Linked DNA regions of Sus scrofa: region 1 is linked to region 2. The links are chromatin contacts, called in public Hi-C maps. All regions are on one chromosome and are shown on one strand. Each heading gives the region's core, a stretch centred on a gene start, on an enhancer-like site or on the middle of the called end of the contact. The rest is flanking DNA. Distances are from core to core; before and after follow the strand shown. Region 1 holds the start of C2H19orf66 (chromosome 2 open reading frame, human C19orf66). Region 2 holds the start of OLFM2 (noelin-2).

Region 1 (4,511 bases), core at 488-2,987, 140 kb after region 2:
ACCCCACAAACAAAAGGTTGAGGTTCAAGAACACATTAGAACACTTCTCTTTTTTTTGTTTTTTGGCAGCCCCTTGGCTTATGGAGTTCCCAGGCCAGGGATCAGATCCAAACCACAGTTATGACCTATGCTGCAGCTGAGGCAATGCAAGATCCTTAACCCACTGTGCAGGGCCGGGGATCGAACCTGCATCCCAGCACTCCAGGAACACCACCGATTCCGATGCGTCACAGTGGGAACTCCGGAACATTTCTATTTTTTTTTTTTTTTTTTTTTTTTAATAATATTTATTTATTTATTTATTTATTTTTGCCTTTGTCTTTTTGTCTTTTGTCGTTGTTGTTGTTGTTGCTATTTCTTGGGCCGCGCCCGAGGCATATGGAGGTTCCCAGGCTAGGGGTTGAATCGGAACTGTAGCCACCGGCCTACGCCAGAGGCACAGCAACGCGGGATCCGAGCCGCGTCTGCAACCTACACCACAGCTCACGGCAACGCCGGATCATTAACCCACTGAGCAAGGGCAGGGACCGAACCCGCAACCTCATGGTTCCTAGTCGGATTCGTTAACCACTGCGCCACGACGGGAACTCCCGGAACATTTCTATTTTTAATGTCCTTTTTTTTTTAGTCTGCTGAGGAATATCTTTATGTACTGAATACATTATTATTAAATAATCTATGGAATCTCTCAGTATAATTGTATTTGTATATAGTTTATACACAAATAGCCACCTGGGGATGGAGCTTGAACATAGGGGTGCTCACTGAAAAATGATTTTTGGAGTCATTTGTCCTAATGCAATTTAGCCCCTCAGAGGGTATTTGGCAGCATCTGGAGACACTTTCAGTTGTCTCAACTGGGGCAAGTGTGCCACTGGCATCTGGTGGGTAGAGGCCAGGGATGCAGCTCAAAACCCTACAATGCACAGGGCAGGTCCCCACCACAAAGAACCATCCAGCCCCAAGTAGAGCTGAGGTTGAGAAGCCCTAGATTAAAGCGCTAGATTCTCTTGATTCTGGGGTCTTTGCAGGACTAGCTCCCTCCTTCCCTACTCCATTCTTCGCTTAGCTGAGACCTCATACTTCAAGGATTCCTCAGAGAAGCCATTTCTGAAGCCTTCAGGCTGGGCCAGAGCCCTTCCTAAGAGCTCCTCTAGCCCCCTCTTCGCCCCCTGCTAGGTTAGAAAAGTTCGGACCCCTGGGGTTCTCAACCTTCCCATTTACAGTGTAAATTCCCTGTAATCCCCTAGACAGCCTAACTCTGGACAACTGCTAGAGACCCCGGGAATTTGTGTTCTTAACAAGCATCTCTTCCTTCCCCCCAGCTGCTTGCCCCTCCTTATCTTACACATAGTAGGTGACCCAGTGACCAGTTAAGTGTCTACAACCTGCCAGGCGCTACTAACTGCTCTACGCAGGGAATCGAATCCTGGCAAACACACACCGCCCCCGCCACCGCCCCGCCGCCAAAATACACCCAGACTGTAGCCACTACCATCATCCCATCTTACAGAGGAGTAAATTGAGGTTCAGAAAGGGGACGTGGCCAGGTAAGAGACTCAGAGCAAGAAAGGGGTCCAGGTGCTGAATACTGCCTGATTCCCGGGGAGGGGAGGGGATGGAACAATGAAATGGGGGGGCGCGAGCTAACGGGGGCGCGGAAACTCGCCGCGGCCTTCCGATGCGGCCCCACCCCCACGAGGGACGTGAAGACGCGGACCCCGCGCAGCGTGGGGACATGTGACCGACTGCAGAGGCCGCGCTGCCTCCCCCGCCCGAGGTCTGCGCGCTCCGCCGCAGGGTGCAGATCGGTGGCGCCCGCCTGGGTTTGGGGCGCAAGAGCAGAGGCGGAGCCAAGGCGGAGCCAGCGCGCCCCGTCCCCCCTTTCCCTATCGAAAGCGAAACGGAGGGCCGGAAAGGAAGGGCGGAGCCCGCCTGGAGGCCCCGCCCCCTGCCCTGCGCGGCGGCAGGACCGACGGGCGCGCCCAGGTAGGGGGTCGCTGAGCGCGCAGTGCGGACCCTCGCTGGGACCTGCGCCGCCACCATGTCTCAGGAAGGTGTGGAGGTAGGAGATGGCTGCCAGTGGGCCGGGGGCCTGCGAGAGATGCTGGGGAGGAGTTCGGGGCGCGAAAGGGGCTTCGCAGTTCCTGGGGACTCCATCTGAAACCCAGACCAATCCTTAGGCTGGCACTCGTTCCCCTCAGAAAGGAGAGTGGCCACCACATGCCCTAGAGCGAAATGCGGCCTCCTCGAGGAAAAGCGGAGGCTGCTGGGTCAAGGGTCAGAGGCCAGGGGTTACCTGGCGGGCCTCCTCTCTTAGCCTAGGACGCTCACCCTGGTCCGCTCCCTCCCCCAGTGCCTTGTAGGGACTTTGGCTTTTTCCAGGAAATGCAGTAGAGGGATTGGGGGGGGGGGGGTGCTGTGCAGAAGCCAAAACCAAGGGTCAAGTTCAGGCCAAGAAAAAGGATGCCTAGGGATGGGGGAAGGGCCATCGCTCCTCTCCTTCCTCCTTCGGAGCCCCCTGTCCCCACCCCAGCTGGAGAAGAGCGTCCGGCGCCTCCGGGAGAAGTTTCATGGGAAGGTATCCCCCAAGAAGGCGGGGACTCTGATGAGGAAATTTGGCAGCGACCACACCGGAGTGGGGCGCTCCATCGTGTACGGTGAGCAGGCCGGATCGAGGGCCTGGTGGGGGTTCTGCAGAGGAGCACTGGAGGGGGGTGTGGTCTGTGTTGGGGGTAGAAAGAAGCGATGAGATCATCTCTTTGGGGAGCGGTCTGTATCAGGGGTTCTGGGGACACTGAAACTCCCACAAGATCTTTCAAGGGCCCTTCACTTACACTTACTCTCCCCACCAGGGGTAAAGCAGAAAGATGGACAGGAACTGAGTAATGACCTGGATGCCCAGGTAAACTGTCCCTCTCCCTCAAAGGATGTGCTAAGGGGAGGGAGAACAGAAGGGTAAGCTCATTCACGCTGAGCCCCCGCTGTGCACTGTCAGTCCACAACTCATGGTACAGCCTCATTCACTTATTCACCTCTCAGTCTTGTATCTGGCTGGCGGGCCTGCAAACAGTAGGTGCTCATTACATGCTGACTGTATTCAGTGGGGGTGAGACAAGAAACTAGCCAGTGAAATGAATCGGGATTAATGTCATTTACAGAGGAGCCACAGAGGTCAGGGAAGGCTTCCTGGAGGAGTTGGAAGGAAGTTGTTCAAGATCAGGGAGGAGTCATCCCTGGGAAGGGGAGGAGTCAGAAAGGGTCTTCCTGGAAGAGGGAGGCTGTGCGAGCAAAGGAACATGCGGACAGGCTGGGATGAGCAGGAGGTGGGGGAGGAGAGAGGGGCAGGGGATCCCAAAGGAATGAATGAATGAATGAATGAAAGGCTTTGAGGCATAGACACAACAGGGCCACTTTGCCCCTTAGATGGCTTTGGTGTCTGGTGCACTGGTTTCACCTGTCTAAAAGGCCCAGCATAGAGTTCTTAAAAAGTGTAATAAAGGATGAATTACACTCTTAACATTCATATATTTACATTTATACATATGATGAGTATGATAAAATAGCAAAGAGTGTCATTGATAAAGCACTTCCCCTGTGGCAGGACTCCAGGACTTTTACCTGTTGACTGATTTCATTGCCACAGGTCCTATGAGACAGGTCCTATTAAGATACTAGCATGTCCATTTTACAGATGAGAAAACTGAGACACAGGGTGATGAAGCCACTTGCCAGGTTCATGCAGAAGGCAGGTGACAGCTGGGATTTGAACCTCCGCCACCTAGAGTCAGAACCTGGGCTCTTAGATGTCCCTCAGTAGTGGGAATGGCTTGGCTACACCCCCACAGCTGGAGGTAATGAGGCCAGGATTTCAACCCCCATCTCCCTAAATCCAGAGCCCAAGCACTTAGCCTAAAGCAGCATGGCCTCAAAGAGGTGACCTGTCACCATGCCAACAAATGTGTGGCATTTGTGAGTAGGACAGGAGCATGGGGTCCAGGCCTGCCCCACCAGGTTCACTCAGGGTAAATTCAGCAAGCCCTCTCCCAGCTCTGGGCCTCAGTTTCCCCATCTGAACAATGGGGGTAATAAATATGCCTACCTCTCAGGGTTGCTCTAAGGACAACTGAAGTCACACATCCTGCCCTGAGGAAATAGATACTTCTCAGTCAATCAACTCCTCCTGAGTTAGGAACACCCTGCTTTTTTTTTTTTTTTTTTTTTTTTTTGCCACTTCACGGCATGTGGAGTTCCCAGGCAAGGGATCAGACCTAAGCCTCAGTTGCAACCTAAGCCGCAGCTGTAGTAATGGAGTATCCTTAAATCGCTGTGCTGGGCCAGGGATCAAACCTGCATCCCAGCACTCCCAGGACACCATTGATCTGGCTGTTCCACAGCAAGAACTCCTAGGGACACCCTACTCTTAATATGGGGCCAGAACCCCCGCTCCCCAGAAGCCCCACCCACAGAAAAGATGCATGAGCCACATCCCCAGTTTCTGCCCTGGTGTC
Region 2 (4,794 bases), core at 1,515-4,014:
TTTAATCCCCTTTACCCTATTTATTATTCTTCATGCTACTTGCATTGTATTATATATTTATTTAGCTGTTGACATTGTATTATGTATGTATTTGGTTCCTGTCTGCCTCTCCAACTCCAGGAGGGCTGGGACTTGATGACTTGGTTCATGGCCTTATCCCCAGTGCTTAATCGCATCTGCTGACTGAATGCAGAAATGACTGGTTTCTAGAAAGGACCCCTGGTGGAGCCCAGAGCCCATCAAGAACAGAGGAGGGGATTCTGGCAAGTGATGGAGGGAAGGAAAGGGGACAGAGCATCCATCCTCCGGACTCTTCTCTTCCCTGGGGCACCAGGCTGGGTGGGCACGCTGGGGCAGAGACCTGTTTACAACAGCTGTAGTGCCCATGGTGGCTGCCTGGAGGCACTGAAGCCGGTGGCAGGACCCCACCAGCCTCGTGCCAGCTGATTACCCCAGTTTAGCTTCCGCCACATCCGCCTTTAGCCCCGCCCCACAAAGCGCCTCATTTAGCTCCGCCCCATGAATCTGCATGTTATCCCCGCCCCCAAGCATCTCCCACCTTACTCTTGGGTCATCCAATAGCACCTCTCACTGCACTCTCCCACCCACCTTGGCAATCTTGACGACAGAACAGGAAAGAGAGCTTCCCACGGGCTAGCAGCGGTGGGGGAGAATCCCCAGGTAGTGGGATCCTTCTTGGACACCAAATTCAATTTCACTCCTGGTTCATTTTTACCCACCATTCTCTGAAGTGTATGCCTCTTTTGGTCTCTGGTCTCTACTTCTTTGGGGCTCACATATCAATTGAGCACCTATTGTGTGTAGCCTGATGCTCGCACTGAGTACACTTCCCATTCCAGACAGTATATGGGTGGGTACTGAGACGGGGAAACAGAGGAGTGAAGGAGGGGACTTCACCAGGTCTCCTTGTGGCCTGGAAATTCTTCTTTGTAGAATTGGCTCTCGATTCCTCCCAATATCTCACTTGGTGTGTGAATCAGAATCTGATTCGCTTCTTCTCTTGACCAGGAAAGAGAAGGTGTCAGGACCTTCTGAGGTTTTCCTCTGAGCATCTACCTCGAAACCCTCCTAGTGTCCACACAGGCACTGTCTACACCCATGGAATGGATTATTTAACCCAAGGAGCTGGACTGCCTTGGTTCAAACCTAGCTCTGCCACTCTCAAGCTGGCTGTACTTAAACAAGTTACCTAACTTTTCTGTGCCTCGGCCTCCCCATCTGTAAAATGAAGGTAACAAGCATCCACCAGTAGGAGCTCTAAGGCTTAAATGCCTTAGTTCATTCTGTGTGCTGAAATTGGGCCCAGCACATAATAAGCACTTAAGAAGTGTTAGCTGTAATTATAATTATTATTTTATTATTTTGGATTCCAGTTTCCCTCTGAGCTCCTAAAGATCTGAGAACTTGGGCGGGTGTCCCCCCCAAGATGGAAGAGGAAAGAGGTTTCACAATAGCTGAAAAAGCTGGGACCCCCCTACCTTTTGCCAGCCCCCCAAGCCTAATCAAGAGATGAGGGACCATAGAGGGACATACTTTCCTGAAAGCATGAATGGAGTGTGGGAGGCAACAACACACACTTTTGCACACACAGCCCTTGCCCGAACACCCCCTTTTAGAGTGACTTAATTCGGGCACAGAATGACACACGGTTACCCAAAGCTCCCACACAGCCACACACCTGGTCACACACGTTTTGTACAACACCCGGGCAGACGGACAGAGCCATGAGGACACAGACACACACGGTCCTTTACACACAGCTACAGATGCCCAAATCCCACTGGGATTAGCACAGTCCTCACTTGCTGTCACATTGCCAGTCACACACAGACACACAACTCCAGTCGCAGGCTCACAAGCCTCACACTGTCACATCAGCCCCCTGGTCTCAGCCTCCCACTGTCACACACAGACTGCCTCACGCACAAACACCCTCTCCCCATCACGCCCCAACTCACGCACAGTGGGATATACAACTGCACAGCCACACACAAAACTCTCAGTCACACCCAGCCGTGTGACAAAGGCACACACACGTTTTACCCAGCACCCCTCCAGTACCTCACACACGTCCCCGTCAGTCACTCACACGTGAGTCCCGCCCCCTTTCCCACACCGGGGGTGCGGGAGAGGAGTGGGGGGCTGTAAAAACCGGGTACCTCCTGCCATGATGGGGGCGTGAAGGATAAGCAACACCCAAGGCCCCCTGAAGTCCCCCCACTACCACCCCACTCAGCTTGTGCGAGACGGCGGATGTGAGCTCCGGGTCACCGAGAGGCTGAGAACCCCGAAGCTGGGTTCAGGTTGTCCCCCAAACCATCCCAGCTTGAGGCTGGATGTGAAGCTCCCCTTCTTATTCCCAGAGCCAGGGTGGACGTCCCAGCCCCTCCCTCGCTGCGACCCCTCTCCCTCGAAGCCCAGGGGGGCTCAGGGGGTCCCCAATCCCTTTTCAGCCGGAACCCCAAAGCCCACTCCCCGCTTGGAGCCCTCTGCGCCCGCACCTGCCCGCCGGGCCCCTACCTGTCCGGCGAGGCCTGAGCACAGCAGCAGCAGCAGCAGCGGCGGCGGCGGCGGGACCGTGAGCGGCCACATGACGTGCCCCCGGCCCGGCGTCCGGTCCCCCGCCCGCCCTAGCGGCGCCTCGGCACGAGGACCGCGACCATGCGCGATCCCGCCCGCCCGGCTGGGGCGACCCTCCGCCGCCACCTCCCCCGCCTCGCCGGCGGCTGGGATTCCGCCCCACCCCCGCCCCCCTCGCAAGCTCCCAGTCTTTGTTGCGGGCTCCGCCCCCCCCGCCCCGCCCCCAGCTCGTCTTCGGGCGCCGACCGGGCTGGGTCTGGGGGCGGGGAAGGGGCGGGGGAAGCTGACACAGGGGAGGGGAGCTGGGGACGCAACCCACAGCCCAGAGGCCATTACTGGGGCAGGTCTTGGGGATGGGGGAGGGTCATGGGGATGGGGGAGGATAGGGGGCTCCGTCACGTGGTTGTCAATTTCACCCTCCCTAGACATTTCCTACGTTATAAATGAGGGGTGAGGGGCGAGGGGCGAGGGGCGAGGGGCGGGGGGGGGTCCAGGGGCGAAGGAAGGAAGAGGAAGGCCTGGTAGCAGAAGAGAAACTGAGAGGCCTCTTCTTTAAAGAACTCATCTGTCTACGGAGAAACTGAGGCAAGTCTGTGGAATTGAACGTTGGTAGAAGTGGGTCACTGCTGGGACCACGGTGCAGGGGGAGAGATGGAGACAGAAAGTGAGAAACAGATACAGGTGGCGGGAGACTGCTACGCGGGCCCAAGGGGATGGCCAGCTGGTGGGCATCTTGTTTTCACACATCTCCCTTCCCCAGAGACCCTCTCGCTCAAAGCCTCCCCTCCCCCACCACACCTAGGACAGGCTCTCGCTCTCATTTCAATGACCCAAGTCAGGAGACCAGATTCCCCAGAGAATCAAAACATTAACGCTGCCTGCCCACGAAGCTATTTGCATATGAAAGGCGTCCTTGTCCAGTCTCCAGCCTTCCTCCGCCTCTCCCCTTTCATCAGTCTCCCCAATCAACTTCCTTCCCCAAAGTCCCTCTGTGGCTTTTTGGTTGAGGGAGCAAGCAAGCCAGATTATAGAGGGAAATATCTGTAAAATATCAGGAGTGGGGAGGCCTGGCTTTTTTCTGACCCTACTGGGTGGCAGGCAGATGAAAAGTTATGGATGGTTTCATCAAAACAAGGAGGAAAAGGGTGTTCCCGTTGCAGCTCAGCAGTAACGAACACGACTGGTGTCCATGAGGATGTAGGTTCAATTCCTGGCCTCGCTAAGTGGGTCAGGGATCCAGCAATGCAGTGAGCTGTGGTGTAGGTTGCAGATGTGGCTCAGATCCCACATTGCTGTGGCTGTGGCGTAGGCCAGCAGCTGCAGCTCAGATTCAGCCCCTAGCCTGGGAACTTCCATATGCTACATGTGTGGCCCTAAAAAGCAAAAACAAACAAACAAGGAGGAAGAGCTTGTCCAAAAGGACCTCAGTTCCACTCTGGTTCTGTCACTTCTTGGCCAGGCGACCCAAGGCAAAGAGCTTTCCTTTAAGGAGATCTAGTTCCTCTTGAGTTGTTGGGGACTTCTGTGACTCGGGAGTAAATAGGGCACCTCATCAGCTCTCAGTCCCCAGAGGGCATTACTACAATAAAGCATGGGGCCAGTGAAGGACATTGGCCATGGAATGTGGGACACAGAACAGAATCTGAGCCAGGAAGGCATCTCATCCATCCCTCTATCTCCTCTTTCTAAAAGGGAACATGGTCCTTTGCCAAGCCTGCAGTAGGCATGGAGTAGGAGAGGGATATTGGCTGTTGGAACCCACATACTCTTGACCAAGAGAGGGCTGTGGTCAGCACAGGGGTGGGGCAGGGCCCTGTTTGTCCCTTTCCTACAGAGCAGTGTGTGTCAGGACCATGAACAATATCATCTTTGCCCCTGGTCACTGAGGAGGTCATTGGCATGGTCAAGCTGTGGCCTGGATTGTGTGGTTAGCATTGGTCAATATGCCCTTAGGTCTTCTCCTCTGTATCAGGAGAGAGGGCCCTGAAAACTACATTTCCCAGCTTCCCTTGATCCCTACAAACTACATTTCCCAGGCTGAACTCAGCCAGTGGGAGACTGGAGAGAGATTGGAGGGTGGAAGAAAAGAGAAGCCAGAGTATTTCTCCCTCTCCATCCAGTTTGGGTGTTCCTGGCAGTGACTGTTCTGTCTACTCTGTGGTCTCAGCCCCATTGGGAGTCCCTAAAATAGTT

What was found. Hi-C and Micro-C count contacts between places; a contact is called where the count stands out from the background.
Region 1: a contact with region 2 is called in a Hi-C map of liver, with 2.8 times the contacts expected there. The contact joins the promoter of C2H19orf66 here to the promoter of OLFM2 in region 2. A contact is called at or near these places in 1 of 5 promoter capture datasets (liver) and 7 of 47 Hi-C or Micro-C datasets (embryonic fibroblasts, epiblast stem cells, fetal liver and 2 more).

Annotation. Positions count from the first base shown.
Region 1 is chr2:68,940,509-68,945,019 of Sscrofa11.1, forward strand. C2H19orf66 (chromosome 2 open reading frame, human C19orf66) reads left to right here and starts at 1,738. Exons shown (of 8, transcript NM_001244321.1): 1 at 1,738-2,065; 2 at 2,537-2,660; 3 at 2,856-2,905. The coding sequence starts at 2,045.
Region 2 is chr2:68,804,443-68,809,236 of Sscrofa11.1, forward strand. It overlaps OLFM2 (noelin-2), which reads right to left and starts at 2,765. Exons shown (of 6, transcript XM_003123228.4): 1 at 2,542-2,765. The coding sequence starts at 2,613.